Linked DNA regions of Ovis aries: region 2 is linked to region 1. A link is a contact called in public Hi-C data. All regions are on one chromosome and are shown on one strand. The core of a region is the stretch at or near the end of the contact, and the rest is flanking DNA. Distances in the headings are between cores, read along the strand shown.

Region 1 (7,183 bases), core at 2,027-4,526:
GCCATCCCTGGGTACTTGCAAATGCTGGCACCTGCATATAGGGAGATCAGAATGCAGATGTTATCTAAATCAAAACACACATACACACGTGTGTGTGTGTGCGTGTATGTGTGTTGCCAGCCATTGTTAACTTACGGTCACTCTAGAATTTATTTGCCGACTACAGTGCTTTCCTCAGTATCTAAATGGGAATTATAGCAGAACCAAATCGACTCTTTGGCTTTCCTCAGTAATCAAAGTGTAAGCTAAAGATACAGGACATGCCTATCACCTATGTTCAAAAATTGAATTATCTTCTTCCTTTTTAACCCTACTCTTCTGTTAAGTCAAAGGAATAAAGGCTTCAGGAACCCGCCTGTCAGAGGATTCGTAGGGAAGCTGTTTATTCCAGGACGGTGAACTGCATTGATACAGTATCTGTTCCAAACAGGGAACAGCTAGTCCTTACCAGCCTTGTTTCCTTCAACCTGACCAGCGGAGGCAAGGCAGGCACAGAGAACAACAGAGGCAGGTGCCTTTGACTCACTGGTCTCATATATTAGGAGTTGCAACTTGTTTTCTTTTATTTTAGGCATGTAACTTTTCATCATGAGTAACCATGATTTACTGGAGAAGAAAATAAACAACAGAGTCCTAGGGCTCTGGTGTTAAGACTTTAGGAAGCACCCATCAGTCTCCACAGTGACCTGAGCTGTGACAAATGGTGAAGAGGCCAGCATCACCCCCACGTCAAGCTAAGCCTCTAAGGTCTAGTCCATGTCACCCAAGGCCCAATGCTCCGACAGGACCCTGTGTAAATGCACCAGGTTCTCCAATGTGTTCAAAACCTGAATTAGCATCCCTGCTGTTCAACTGCTGCAGTCACATGAGCATGAGCACATTCAGTCTTCAGTACTTTGAAGAAGAGTTTTAGCCTAAACCTCAAAAAATGGTATAAATACTCTTATGCCTTATATAGAAACTTGCAAGAATTCCAAATGAGTAGCTATGCTTTCTAATGTTTTTTTTTAACGAATGCTTCCAAAGCAATCTCAAAACCTGCCTCCCTTGGATGGACCTAGAGATTATCACACAAAGTCGGTCAGATAAAGACAAACGTCATATGATATTGCGCAAATGGAAAACCTTTTTTAAAAAAGATAGAAATGAACTTATTTACAAAACAGAAATAGACACACACATAGAAAACAAACTTATGGTTACCAAGGGGGAAAGGAGGAATAAATTAGGAGTTTGGGATTAAAATACACACACTACTATATATACAGTAGACAGCCAACAAGGACCTACTGTATAGTATAGGACCTACCGTACAGCATATATACTCAGTGTCCTGCAATAGCCTATAATGGAAAAGAATTCATAAACCTGTGTGTATTCTGAATACTTTGCTGTATACCTGAAACTAACAACATTGTAAATCAACTGTATTTCAATTAAAAAAAAAAAAAAAGCTGCCTTCTTTCTGGCTGAGACTGAATGCAGCTGACAGAAGAATGAGGTTCTTGCACAAGGTACAGAAGCACCAAAGTGCCTGCAGATTGAACTGGAATCACACCCACCAGGCCCAGAAGGCATTTCCCTGAGCAGTGTAAAACAACACTCATAGCCAGGCTTATACTTAACATAACAGTTTAGAAGACTGGGATATAGGATCTGCATCTCTTTACAGCCTGTGTTTATGCTCCTGGATTTCCCAAGTAGGTTCAAAAGCCAGCAGAAGAGCCTAGCCTGTCATCTTGGATGCCACCCAGATGGAGAAGTGTGTCACAGTCAAAATCCAACAATCTTGCAGGAATATTTGATTAAAAGGTACACTTGAAGACCCAAGGGAGACAACTTGTCTTTTGGTTTAAAAGTATGCAAACATGAAAACATCAGCAGAAACCATGTACACAGACTCTAAACACACCTTCAACACAGAATGAATCATCCTTTTGGCATTTTTTAAGCCCCCAGAGAAATAATATTTGCATGCCAAGTAAGTGGCCAAAAAACGCACACATATACTTAACCTGCCTCTACAGAGAAGGCGAAAAGGGCTGCTATTACCAGTGAACATCAAAAGGAATTCTGGCTACAGTAACTTCAGTTCACTTAATGCTCTTTAACCAGGATCTCAGCCTCCAATACTTAGCAGCGCGTCACATTTCTTTAAGTTTTGAACCTGATCTCCAGGCCATCGAAGGAGAAACTGGGCAGATTTTCTCAGGCAATTTACATTATTGATAACAAAGGAACAACACTATAAAGAGACTGTTAACAAGAAAAGCATTTTACCATAGAGTCCTCTATAGCACTTGTAACGCTCTTCAACACATGCCCGTGTGGGCGACACCAGATACACGCCAAGTTCAGCGGTTCATCTCCACCCCGCCTACCAATTCCTATCCTTCGAAACTAACCATGTTAAGGCTAAACAACCTGAATGACAAAAAAAATAATTTTTTAGAAAGCAGTTTTCATTCATTCCCCACAGACATCTGGCCGCAGTGAACATGCCCTTACTAGGGGTGTCTGTGCGTGACTCCAGTGCCGCGTAGGGTGCAAGGGGACAAACAATCCCGCGCGCTAGGCACAGCCCTTCCCGCGGAGGGGAGTGGGGCGGCGGGGCGCGGGGGGGTGTCGATCGTATCCTGGCTGAGCTCCTCTCTCCCCAGCGGCTCAGAGGAGGCCCCTCGGGCAGTGCCCGGCTCTGCCTGCCAGAGGAGCGCAGCGGCGGGCCGGGGTCTCCGCCCGAGAGCAGTTCCCCGCCGCCCCCTAAGTCGGAGCTCCAGGCTCCGCGGTGCGCGCGCACGCACACACACAGGCAGACCTGACACCCACGGCGCCCGCAACAGGTCCGCGGCGGTGGCGGAGACTTACAGCAGTGGCGGCCGGCCACAGTGCACAACCAGTTAGTTGGGTCTGGCCTCGGTAACCCGGCGGGGAGGCGACGGAGCAGACGTCTCAGCCCCAGGGAGCAACAGCGACTGCCCCGGCGAAAGGAGCGCGCATGGGGCTCCGGCTCGCTGGCTGGTCACCGCGGGCTGATCGCCGCGGTCTCACGACTCCCAGGTCACGGACTCTGTGCCTGCCACCCGCGGAGCAGCTCCCGGAGGGCGCTCGGGAGGGAAGAGGGAGCCAGCGGCCGCAGGCGCCGCGGAAGGAGGCGGGCTGAACGCTCGGGGGAGGGAGCTGGAAAGAGCCGTGCGCGCCGGCGGCCGCCTGGCGTCTCCACTCGGTCTCTGCAGCGCCTCGGCCGCGCCGCCTCCTCTCCGGCTGCCCGAGCAGTCTGCGCCCGGCGGCCCAGCGCCCGGCTATAAGCGGCGAGACGGGGAGGGGAGGGCGGGGAGGGGAGGGGAGAGGGCGCGTAGGCAAAAAGTGACACCAGGTGAGGGAGGGAGGAAGCGCGTGAAAGCGGCCGGCGGAGGAGGAGGAGGAGGAAGGGGAGGAGAGCGTGTCGGGGGAGTTAATCGAGAGAGGAAGCGGGGGAGGGGGCTGTGGCAAGTAGAGAGAGAGAGACAAAGAGGATGCGGAATCTCAGCCACGAGCAGCTGCAGCCTTCGGGAATCGCGAGTAAAACAAGTCTTCCTGGGTCGCTGTGTCTTGAGCAGAGTCCGGTGCTGAGGGACCCTTCTGGGGTGGTTGGGGACAGCGCGGCCCCCCAGGTGTGTGCTCCGCGTTGCGGGAGCCGCCGTGAGGCTCAGCAAAGAGAGACAAGAGGCGAGACGGGTGTTAGTGGTTCGCGCCCTGGGCGCACACAGCCTGCCCGCTGGGCGAGATACCTGGAAAGAGGACAGGGGCGAGGTATGGACACAATTTTGGACACTGTAGGCACTCCGCAGGTTGGGCAAAGCCGGGCTGTAGGGCTCCGTTGTAGGGCAGGGGACCGGAAAGACTCGCGCCCCGGGCGCTTCCTGCCCCCACGTCCTCCCCCACCCTCCCCGCGGGTGCGGCACCCGCGGCCGGAATCTGCCCCACGCCGCCCTAGGCAGCGGCAGCCGGGCGCTGTCCGGCGGAGCGCGCACCACGTGCTTTGCAGCCAATCGCTGTGGCCGCTTGATTCAAAACCAACTGCTCCAAGGAGTGGCCACGCCGCCACCTCTCCGAAGTGATAAACCTTTAATCGCCCCCTCAGACCTGGCCCTTTCCTATCGCTTTTCGCTAGGTTGTGTTGGGTAGGAGTTCAGCAGAGCAATGGTTCAGCTCATACACGTTTGAAGCGCCGCGTGCCACGAAAAGGAAAAGTGATTAGAAGACCTCGAACGGCAATCACTATTTATGAAACCCATTTTTGATCTTTGTACCAAGGGCTTGTCTTTCCACGGGGAGCTGAAATGCCTGGTTTTCTTTTTATTGGACATTTGGAATAAAGTATATGAATGAGCTGTAGAGATTACCAGTCCAGCCCCCCGCCCTCTTTTTTTTTACGGATTGGGAATCTGAGGTCCAGGGAGATCTGAAGTGAATTGTCCAGCTCGAGGGCACACGGCTACTTGCAATGGCCTAGCCCTATAGCTAGAGTGGAGATCCCCACTTCCCAGCTTTCTTTTAAATATTAGAGGCAGAAATGGTTTAACAAGCAGAGGAGGCTCCCCCTGGCGCGCCCCCAATCCAGAGACTAGAAATCAAGGCCCTCTCGGTCCTTTAACCCCACTTTCCTTTAAGCACGGGCCCTCCAGTTATTCGTGCTGAGAAATTTCGCTCCTTGCAAACAAAGGAAGACAGTGCCCTCTGAAGTCCTTTGTTCGCATTAACTCGTCAGCTTCAGAACGAGCCTTTACAGGTCTGCTTCATATTTTAACTTATTATTCAGAGTCGCGGCTCCAGACTGCTCCACAAAGCCAGAGAGGCCAGATCGCTTACCGGTCAGACCCACGTGCAGGGGGGTCTACCAGCTGCAAGGTAAAGAGACCGGGTACGTTGCCAGCCCACCCCTGGTTCCTAAAGATGTGGATAAAAATCCGCGAAGACCAGACAGAGAAAGGCCGCAGATATTGGAGATAGGTGCTGAAAAGCCGAGAGAGGTAAACGTGTTGTATTGCACAGATGTCTCTTAAAAACATGTTTTCTTAGCCTGCGGCAAGGTGTGGGGGAAGGTAATCAGTGCAACCTCTGGAGGCACTTCCTCCTAGGCTTTATCTTTCTGGACTTCGGGTCAAAAACAAGCAGGTTGGTTCCGAAGACCAAATGTTAATATCTGCCCTGGAAGGTGGGACTGAGTTGGGGGCGGGTGTTCTGCGTAAGAGATTATACACTTTTTCTCATTAAAGAGAAGTATTTCCTTCTTATTTCAGTTACTTACCAAATCTACAGGGACCTGTACCTAGATGACCCTGCCTAGGAATAACACATGTCCTCAGTTCATTTGGTTGGCTGGAGATTTTGCCACAGGAAGCCGCTGAGCTAAGAACAGGCCATCTGTTTCTATTGCGTCTTTACCACTCAGAAAATGCAGAGTGTCCTTAAACAGGGGGTGGGGGGACAGCAAAGTTTACATGTCTTTGCAAATAGCTTTGCTCAGCAGGCAGGACTGAGAAAAGAGAACTCCATCTGGCCATTCTGTCATCCACCTATGCTGTTTTCCTGTATCTTTTCTACCTAACGTGGCCACCTTTCTACACTTGAAGAAGAGAGAAGGGGAAAAAAAGTTGTGGTCTGGAAAATCTTGAATGTATTCAGTGACTATATACATTCACATCATCTGCCTTAGGGAGATAAGCAGCATGGAGGAAGGGAAAAGAAATTACTTATTCTATGGGTTATAAAAACTGGAAGACAAATGACCTACAAACCGTACACTGGTTTGCTTGAGCCGATGCATGGGAAATTATCAGGCCTGTAGGCAGTTTCTAATGTTTACTTCACAGCTGAAAGTGATTTGGCAATTTAGGATCACAGCCGTTCAAACTGTTATTCCTCCAGCGTCTCTCAGCCAGTCCTAAAGGTAGTTCTTATCACTTCACTTGCTAGGAGAAAAGATGAGCAAGCCTTGTATTTGTACAGGAAGAACTCTCTAGATAGACTTGTGATCAAACCGGATGATATAGGCTTCAGAGATATGAGTCATAAACATCTTGGGAAACTACAGACATCCCTGTTGTACAATGGCCACCACCTCCCTCAAGATGTTAGGCCGGTCCCCTGGGCCCCTGGGAGCTGGTCTTCGCCTCTGCCTTGTGACACCAAACCAAGGTCTCGTTTTTAATGCTATTAGGAAGCTGTGCCCAAGGCTTTGGCCTTGTTATCTCCCTTAACAATGTTATTTTGTTAGGCTGCAAAAGAAGCAGCATGGGGTTAAATGTATTAGCTGCCTTCAAACCTAATTTATCTTCATTCCATCCTAATTTACACTTGGGCTGAATTAATGAGAATGATTTAATTAACACCCTGTGCCCATAGTACCAGGAACAGGACCGCTCAGGGGATTAGACCAAGCAGTGGGCTCAGCAGCTGCCGTCCTGCCTCCTGTGGTCCCCTGAAAGCCCCACCCGCCTTTCAGGCACACTGCCTGCCAGTCTTCCAAAAGTGCCCTCTTTGTTCTTTGCTCCTCTTTTTGAGTGTGTGAAAGGAAGATGGCACTGCTTTCCTTCCTCGTGTGGTTTGTGAGATAGGCATGTGAAGTCAGCGTGGCCTGGAGCCGAGGCTGAGTGTCCGTTCCTCCCCAAGTGTCAAATTCGAGCTGCAAGTGAACACCCAGCCTGAGGTGACATGCCACACCGCCCACCCCTCCCCGGCCCAGCGTGGGTCAGTGGGTCACGTGAGCGCAGGCATGCGTGCGTCCTGGGCTCAGCACCTGTGGGAGGAAAGAGAGCCCAGCAGGATGGGCAGGGGGAGAAGCTGAGCTGCGACGCAGTCTCGGTCAGAGATGACACCGTGGAGCTGTCCCCAGGTAGGCTGAGAAGGCCAGGCTGTAGTCGGCTGTGTTACCAGTTGCTGAAGGCAGGCTGCCCAGGAAAGGGGCCGTGGCACAGTCATGTTCCCCAGAGGCCGTTCTGAGGGCTGCTGCTAGCACCCCCAGGGCCAGGCAAGATGTCCTTCATTCTCCAAGGAGATGCTGAGGCGTCAGTGCAGTGCCTGCTCTGACTCCTGAGCCTCACACACAGACACAAGCCTACAAACCTACTACGGAAGTGAGGCTTCAGATCCTACCAGCAATACTCTTTAATAAAAGGGAGAATTTTTTTTGTTAATTTGACTA
Region 2 (7,183 bases), core at 3,508-6,007, 790 kb before region 1:
AAGAGCTTTTGCAGTTTTGGGGTTTTTCTGGAAAAGGGTCCCTGCAGTTCATTAAAGAGTAAGTCCTTTACCTTCATCTCATATGGTCAACTGAGAAAACCAAACTCAGAAAACTAGGATCTAATGCGTGCCTGCACACATGCAAGACACACGTAAACACACACCCACGTGTACACACACATGACATTTAGAAGCGCCAAAAGATTCTTGATCAATGTTGTATACTTTGAGGTCGGGATTCATTTATTAAACAGTGTGTCAGAAGACTTTAAATACAGAAAAATAGAATGTAGTAAGTTGATTTCAGTAATTTCTCAAAACCTAATCATATGTGTAGTTGTAAGCTAAATGTTTAGTTCTCTAGAGGTTTTTGAGATAGAAGCACATAGTTTTCATTATATCCTGGTGATTAAAAACCTTACTTCCACCAGGTCTTCTATGCTCAAGATAAGATGTCTTTTAGTAGCTAGAGATTGGCGGATTAAATTGCCTTAGAATTTCTTTAACAGCATCCCTTGGTTAATTAAGAGATGAATGGAAGCAGTCCAGTTTTAAAATTCTATACATTTTTAAAAACTAGCACCAATAATTATTTTCCCCTCTTGGGTTCTACTTTATCTAATCCTGGGTTTCTATTTTCAGAATGTGCACATATGTTTTTCATTTCGACACAGCCCAGATTCGTCAGGGGAGTTGTACTGCCCTGGGTGATTTCCTTTTTAAAGAAGAACCTCAGTATGCCATTGAGGAAGTTCTAGCTAAAAATACGAGTAGGGATCTGCTGCTCTCAGCCTCAGCCCAGGGACAGCTGGAGAGGCTCCGCTCAGCTCCGGCAGCTGCTCCGAGCACAGGCCGCACCCACCTCCCATCAGACCGGGCCGTCATCTCCCCTGACATCTGCTAGAACCATCCAGAGCCTGTTCCCAGCGGCCTGATGTCAGGGTTCCTGTAGAGGAGGGGCAGGTTGGTGTTCAGTGCTGGGGCTGGACTGGGACACAGTGCTACCGGAGTTTGATGCTCCTTATAGAGTTGATGAGGGTGAAAACCACTTTCCTAAACAAAAAGTCTGTAACTGGATGGGTTAGTCCTATGACAGGCTTCAAGGACTGGGTCCTTCTAAGTTAGGCCCATGTCAGTCTGAGATTACAGACCAAGCAAGATCCTCTGTTTTCAGTCCTCAGTATACCTAATCAGGTAGACAGGTAAATCTACTTCCTGTGAAATTATGAAGACCTCTTGTCTGTTCTGAAAGAGAATACAGACCTGATCCATTCCCCTCTTCTTGCCTTCATCTGGCTCACCGTCAGCTTCTTTCCCTATCTGGTGGTCCTCATGTCTATGAGGGGGACAAGAGAGAGAATGGCTAATTCTTTTGGCGTTAGGAATAATATCCAAGAGTTGAACCATTTTTGAGTGCCAGAAAAATCTCTATAAAGTGTCCCTTCACTATAGAGGAAGTATTGACCAGCTTGGGCAAAATGAACTTAAGTTTTAGCTGATATAATTTGAAACAGTTTCTGCATAAACAAAAGCGTTTTCGTAATAAAAGAGGCCTTTGGGATTATAGAGGGCTCTCATTTTCCAGAGATCTAAGTATTGTTTAATTAACTTAAATAAAAAAGTATTTCCTTCATCAGAAATAAAGTTCCAAGATAGTACCAAGGGAAGAAAAATACAGTGTCACAAATGAATATTTATTTCATGAGGTCCTGATTGGGGAGGGTTCCGGTGAAATTCTGTGTGGGAAAGGGCTCTGGAAAGTCTAGTTTTAATCTGTGCAAGATGAACATGGTATAAATTTTAACTGAGTTCACAGGGGTGGATAAATAAATAAATAAAATCCCACCACTGGAGATTTAATGGATGGAGTGAAATCTCTTTGGTACTTAATCATATTTCTGGGCTAAACATATTTCTGTGTTTTCATACATTAAGTATATAGTATTTATAGTGTATGTGAATTTACAGCATAAGCAAGAATTGTAAGGGAGGAAGCACACATGGAGAGTATTAAAAATATTACTAGTAGGTTATTTGGAGATAAGGACAGCTTATCAGTTTCATGACTCTGAGCTCATGCGGTTTTTGCCACCTTCACCTGCTTAGAAAGACGCTTCATTCTTCCTATTGGATGCCCCCTCCCTTGTTTATGGCCTGCTGCTCTTGTACCGGCCCTGAAGGAGGCTTCCCAGACCTGTCTCCTTAGAGCTGGCCTGCCAGGCCTCACTGTTCCTCTGCTGTGCCTGTTTTTATTGGACCCTCCCCAGGCCTCTTTCCCCGTTAGTGAATGAGATGCAGAATCCTACCGTCTTGGTCCCACAGACATCACACAGACACCTCTCTGCCAGAAAGAAAGAAAAGTAAAAACGCTGGATGCCATGGGTCAGATTGGCACCTACTAGTGTGTAAGCTCCCTGGGGGCAGGGACTCTGCACTTTACTCTGCTCTGTTTTAGCACCTCATAGAAGAATGTTCGATACACGTGACGTTGCGATGTTTCTTACCTTGGAATATGTGTCAGCTGTGTACCAAGGACCCCGTCCGCTGGCTGATGTTTGATGATGTCCTTTTTGTTTCTGTCTCAACGATGTGCTTCCAGCACTAGTCACAGAAGGGACAGGAGGAAGAGGCTGTTGGGATGTGGATGCCGGGACCCAGGGTGTGGGAACCGACCTGGCGGTTTCTGATGCGGGGGAGAAGGTATTGTGAACTGACTTGCTAGTAAATGGCACCGGTTACTTTGTGTAATAAAACAACCTCAGCTCCTGGTCTGTCCTCAGCAGTGAATAGTCCGCAAGTGTTTTCTGCATTGTTCTCTACTTCAGTATTCGTACTTAAACTTTCTGCCTTTTTTCTTAAAATGTTCTTGCTTTTCTGATATCGTATAGGTGTAAACCAAGAAACAAATGAAAAGTTATTAAAAAGATTGAAAACTCAAATGTTTATTTGTGTGTCTGCGCTCTTGCTTCTGGTCTCACTTTCCGCCCTGCAAACCTCCAGCTTTTCACCCACGACATTTAGTACCTCTTGGCTGAGAGGTGGTCCTGGGCTTGCAGGCCCTTATGCAGCCAGGTGACGCCAAAGTGGCCGAAATAATGTTGACTTTGGAACGTCCTGGCTTCTTCACTTTCTTTTACCTTCCTCTCCTTTCTGATTGTTGTCCTCTCACCACTCTTACTGTCACCTGCCTTTTTGATAGTCTTGTAGTTAACCTAATCAGTTTTTGCTTTGTGGCATCACTTTTTCTTTGTGCGTACTATACACATAGGTTACAACAGTCTTTTAATTTTAAAATGAAATTTCCTATTAACATCAGATGAAACTGAGATGTCGGAGAGAGATGGGGAATAAGAACCTGATTCTGGGAGGTGGCTAGTGGGCCTTCCCAGGGTTACCTGGGCTCAAGAGTTACTTTATCTAAACTTGAATGAGGTGCATTACAGATACCACCGTGTGTTAATGTGGCAAAATGACATCTGAGCCTTTATGTAAATTATGTAACATTTTATATTTCACAGATATTTTTGTGTATATTACATATGACTGAGGAATCAAAGATATTTTAAGAGCCATAGAAAAGATGGCTGTGATTTAGTGCTTTTTCAAACTTCATAGGCCAGAATGAATATAGTCATTAGATTTCACTCCACTTATTCTGGCTGTAAGCTCTAAGTTCTTTTATCTTAAACATTCCTGCTCTTCTGCTCTTTTCAGGGCAAACTTCACTTTCAAGTCTGTAGTTTCCAGCTGCTTTTTTGTTATTAGAGGAGGGAAGTCGGGGAAGGACTGATTAGTTTTGAATGGAAAGCTGAGGTGGCTTCCACCCCTAAAGTCCTCCCCTTCCATGATTCAGTCCCAGGTAAGAGAGGAGGTGTCCAGGTTCCTCTTTGGATGAACCTACCTGGAAAATTTTGCCATTAATAAGGCATTTTGAGAAATGAATTGACCTATAGAGCAGAATCATTTGAAATCACACTTTAAAGAAGTATATGATGGCTGTTTTGTAATTATCTTTCTTAATATGGTAAGGTTTAAAAAGCATTTCTGAAAAAATTTTTCAAAATTTCGGATTTGTAACCCAAACGTCAAAATATCCCATGTGTAAAGCACCTAATGCAGCTATGCACATTCCCCACAAGGTGGCGGGCCAACTCCATTAAAAAGATGACATTTCAAAATTCCTGTCTCCTATCAAGCTTAGTGGATCTTGGGAATAAGAGACTTCATGTGGCATAAATCCAATTCATTTCTGTGTTTCTAATTTTTATAGAGTATAAAAATTATGTTCCATACAATCTTACAAATGCAGTGGAGTGTAGCGCAGGGACTAAACCAGGAGTGGAGAGAACTCCAGAATTCACTATGGAACGGGGAGTTCTCGGCTCTTGTTATCTTCGTGAGGGTGGGGCACAGCTCTAATGAGCCATCATTTGTCCTTCCCCTGTTTGAGATGCTGTTTGGTAGTGAAAGCTTTCATGGGCAGTGTGGGGTGAGGAGTGAGAGGGCAGGGAGAAAAGGCCAGGCTAGCTCATCACAGTGGCCTCATCAGCCTGAACTAATTGAATGTAACAAGTTTCAGGTTACCTGAGAACTGTTCCTTGAGGTTTGATTTAAAGCTGCTCAGATAAGACTGCAAGCGGTGTGCAGGCGGCTGCAGGCCCTTGGAAGGCAGCGACTCTGAGGATCCCCTCAGTGTGATGTGTGGAGGACACAGTAGCTGCTCATTCTTTATCTATAGTATGGCATGTGCGTGTCCGTTACACACCAAGCAGCCCTCTTAGGTTTGCAGACACAGCACTGAATACACAGATGAAATCTTGCTACTCCTTGGCTTGCATCCTAACGAGAGAAAAAAGACAGGGAACAAATGGACAGATGTTGCATTCTGAAAACTGGAAGCCCTGACTATGCGCATGTGCTCTCAGTGTGTGCAGGGGAGAGACGCAGGGAGTCAGGTGGAGATGCACCCCACCCCCCAAGGAGCACATGGTCTCCTGTGGCCTTGTTCACGGCCTCTGCTGCCAGGGCTTCTCCTAGGTGCCCGTGCCTGGGCCCCGGGCGCTCTCAGCGGAGGATGCCGGCCGGCTGAGTGCTGTCCTTTGCGCTGCCTCTGGGTCTGGTTTCTCCTTCCAGCCAGCGGCAATTATGACTTCCCAAATCTCAAAGTGAGTTAGAGACTGGGCATGATGACCTGTAGTTTCCAAGCCTGGCCTCCAGGATACAAGCCTGGCCCGAGAGACTAGCCTGGGTGCAGAGAGCACCATTTACAACGCTGCGTGCATGAGGTACATGTGGTCACTTTGAGCCTACAGCGTTCCCCGAGCATCTTCCCTGGGTGTCTTAAGGGAGGGCTGAGTGCATCTGGAAGGAAGTGGCCGTGCAGCTCAGATACCAAGGCTGCCCAGAGGGGGCTCTCTTTCCTCTTTTGGTGGTTGAATTCTATACTTAGCTTTCTGGGAGGAAACGGTCACTATGGAAGAGTTTTAGAGCGAGAGCAGTGATTTCCCTGAGGTCATAGACTGTGGAACACTGCAGTGCAGCCTTTAAGAGTGGAGTGAGTGTTCATTTTATTTATGTTTTTGTGTATTTTAGGTGGAATATAGAAGTTTCCCAGGTTCTTTGCAGTCAGAGGTGAGCTCTGCATCCTTTAAATATGTCACCATCCTTTCTTTGTTTGTGCATAATGAATGCTTTTTTAAAAACTTGACACTCACAATCTTATTTTTCAGATTATACAAGCGATACAGAATTTAACTCGTCTCTTATATAGCCTTCAGGTAACTATGCTCTGACCCTGTGAATGTTTTCCCTCATGCAATTCACTTTATTTGATGAGTCCCAGACTTTAAAATTTAGAACATTTGAGAGGTAATGAATAATCTTAAAAGAACACCAACCCTCCACCTCTACCCCAAGTGTAACTCTGCTGATGCTTTGAGCTTCACCTGGTTTTGTAATCACGAGGCATCACCATTACTGTGGTTTATATACCATTCTTCTCTGAAGCCATAAAACAGTTCATATCTTTAAAAAATATTGATGAATATGATCTGGCTGGAAGTTTGCAATGAAACTCTTAAGTGAGTGTAGTATGACTTCACATTTTCTGGTGAAAACTTAAATTCACACCTAAACTCTTTTCACTTCCACATGTGGCCTTAGGCCTTTGGGGCAGTCAGTAATTCACACGCTCTTCCATCGTTTCTTTGGTTCATCCGCCTAACATTCATTGAGGACCCTCCCTGGGCCAGGCACTGTGACGAAGGCTGAGCACAAAAGGGCAAGTGGCCCACAGGGTCTACCATCAGATGGCTCCCTGTCTGTCCAGGAAAGACAGGCACCCTAAAAATGAGGGCTCTGTGGCTGGATGATCCCCTAAGTCCTGCACAAGAAAGGCGGAATACATCCAATTGCTCAATTTGTGAGTTAAAAAATATTTTTAAATGATGTGAAAGCAATGTTTATAGAAAAATCTTGATACATGTAACTAAAATGACTTGTGATTCTGTGGAGAGACTTACTGTTGTCTGGGGGTATGTATCCCTCCAGTTTTTAGAAATCATTTTGTGTGTACCCTTGGAGCCTGTACCTCTCTATTCATCAGTTGTCTCTATAGCACAGTTGTTAATGGGTGTATAATATTCAGGCCTATGGAATTAATCCATTCCTCATAGTTTATGTCTTCCCTGGTGGCTCAGATGGCAAAGAATCTGCCTGCAATGCAGGAGATCTACATTCGATCCCTGGGTCAGGAAGATCCCCTGGAGAAGGGAATGGCGACCCACTCTAGTATTCTTGCCTGAAGAATCCCATGGACAGAGGAGCGTGGCAAGCCACAAAGGGGTCACAAAGAGTCAGATACCACTAAATGACTAACACACATATACTTGTCTGTTAATAATATTATAGCACACGTCTTTGTGCACTGACCTCTTTGAACATATCTGAGTGTGTCCGTAGGATAAATTACTGAAATCAGTTTTTGAGGCTTTTGAAAGACATTGTCGAAATAATTAGCACCCCTCTCTACTTCTCCTCAATTTGAAAATAAGTCAAGGTAGCGCGTGACCTTAATTTGCGTTTTTTGGTTACTACTGAAATTAAACTCCTGCCCCCGCTGGTTTATTGTCATTCAGATTTCATATCTTAAATCTGTTGACTATTAAAAGAAAATAAAGTCTGA

The links. Hi-C and Micro-C count contacts between places; a contact is called where the count stands out from the background.
Region 2: a contact with region 1 is called in a Hi-C map of hypothalamus, with 6 times the contacts expected there. The contact joins the enhancer-like site here to the promoter of ENC1 in region 1. A contact is called at or near these places in 12 of 16 Hi-C or Micro-C datasets (blood, hypothalamus, liver and 7 more).

The regions. Positions count from the first base shown.
Region 1 is chr16:7,076,946-7,084,128 of ARS-UI_Ramb_v3.0, reverse strand. ENC1 (ectodermal-neural cortex 1) reads right to left here and starts at 3,276. Exons shown (of 3, transcript XM_027980005.2): 1 at 2,866-3,276.
Region 2 is chr16:7,866,200-7,873,382 of ARS-UI_Ramb_v3.0, reverse strand. ARHGEF28 (Rho guanine nucleotide exchange factor 28) reads left to right here. Exons shown (of 37, transcript XM_060400313.1): 32 at 2,600-2,700; 33 at 5,593-5,631; 34 at 5,730-5,777. Among named protein-coding and RNA genes, the nearest start is that of TRNAR-UCG, 260 kb to the right of the region's middle. Within about 2 kb of position 4,757, at least 6 of the 54 cell types and tissues checked have an H3K27ac peak or open chromatin away from gene starts, as enhancers often do. A contact at or near this core is called in hypothalamus, where this site is marked.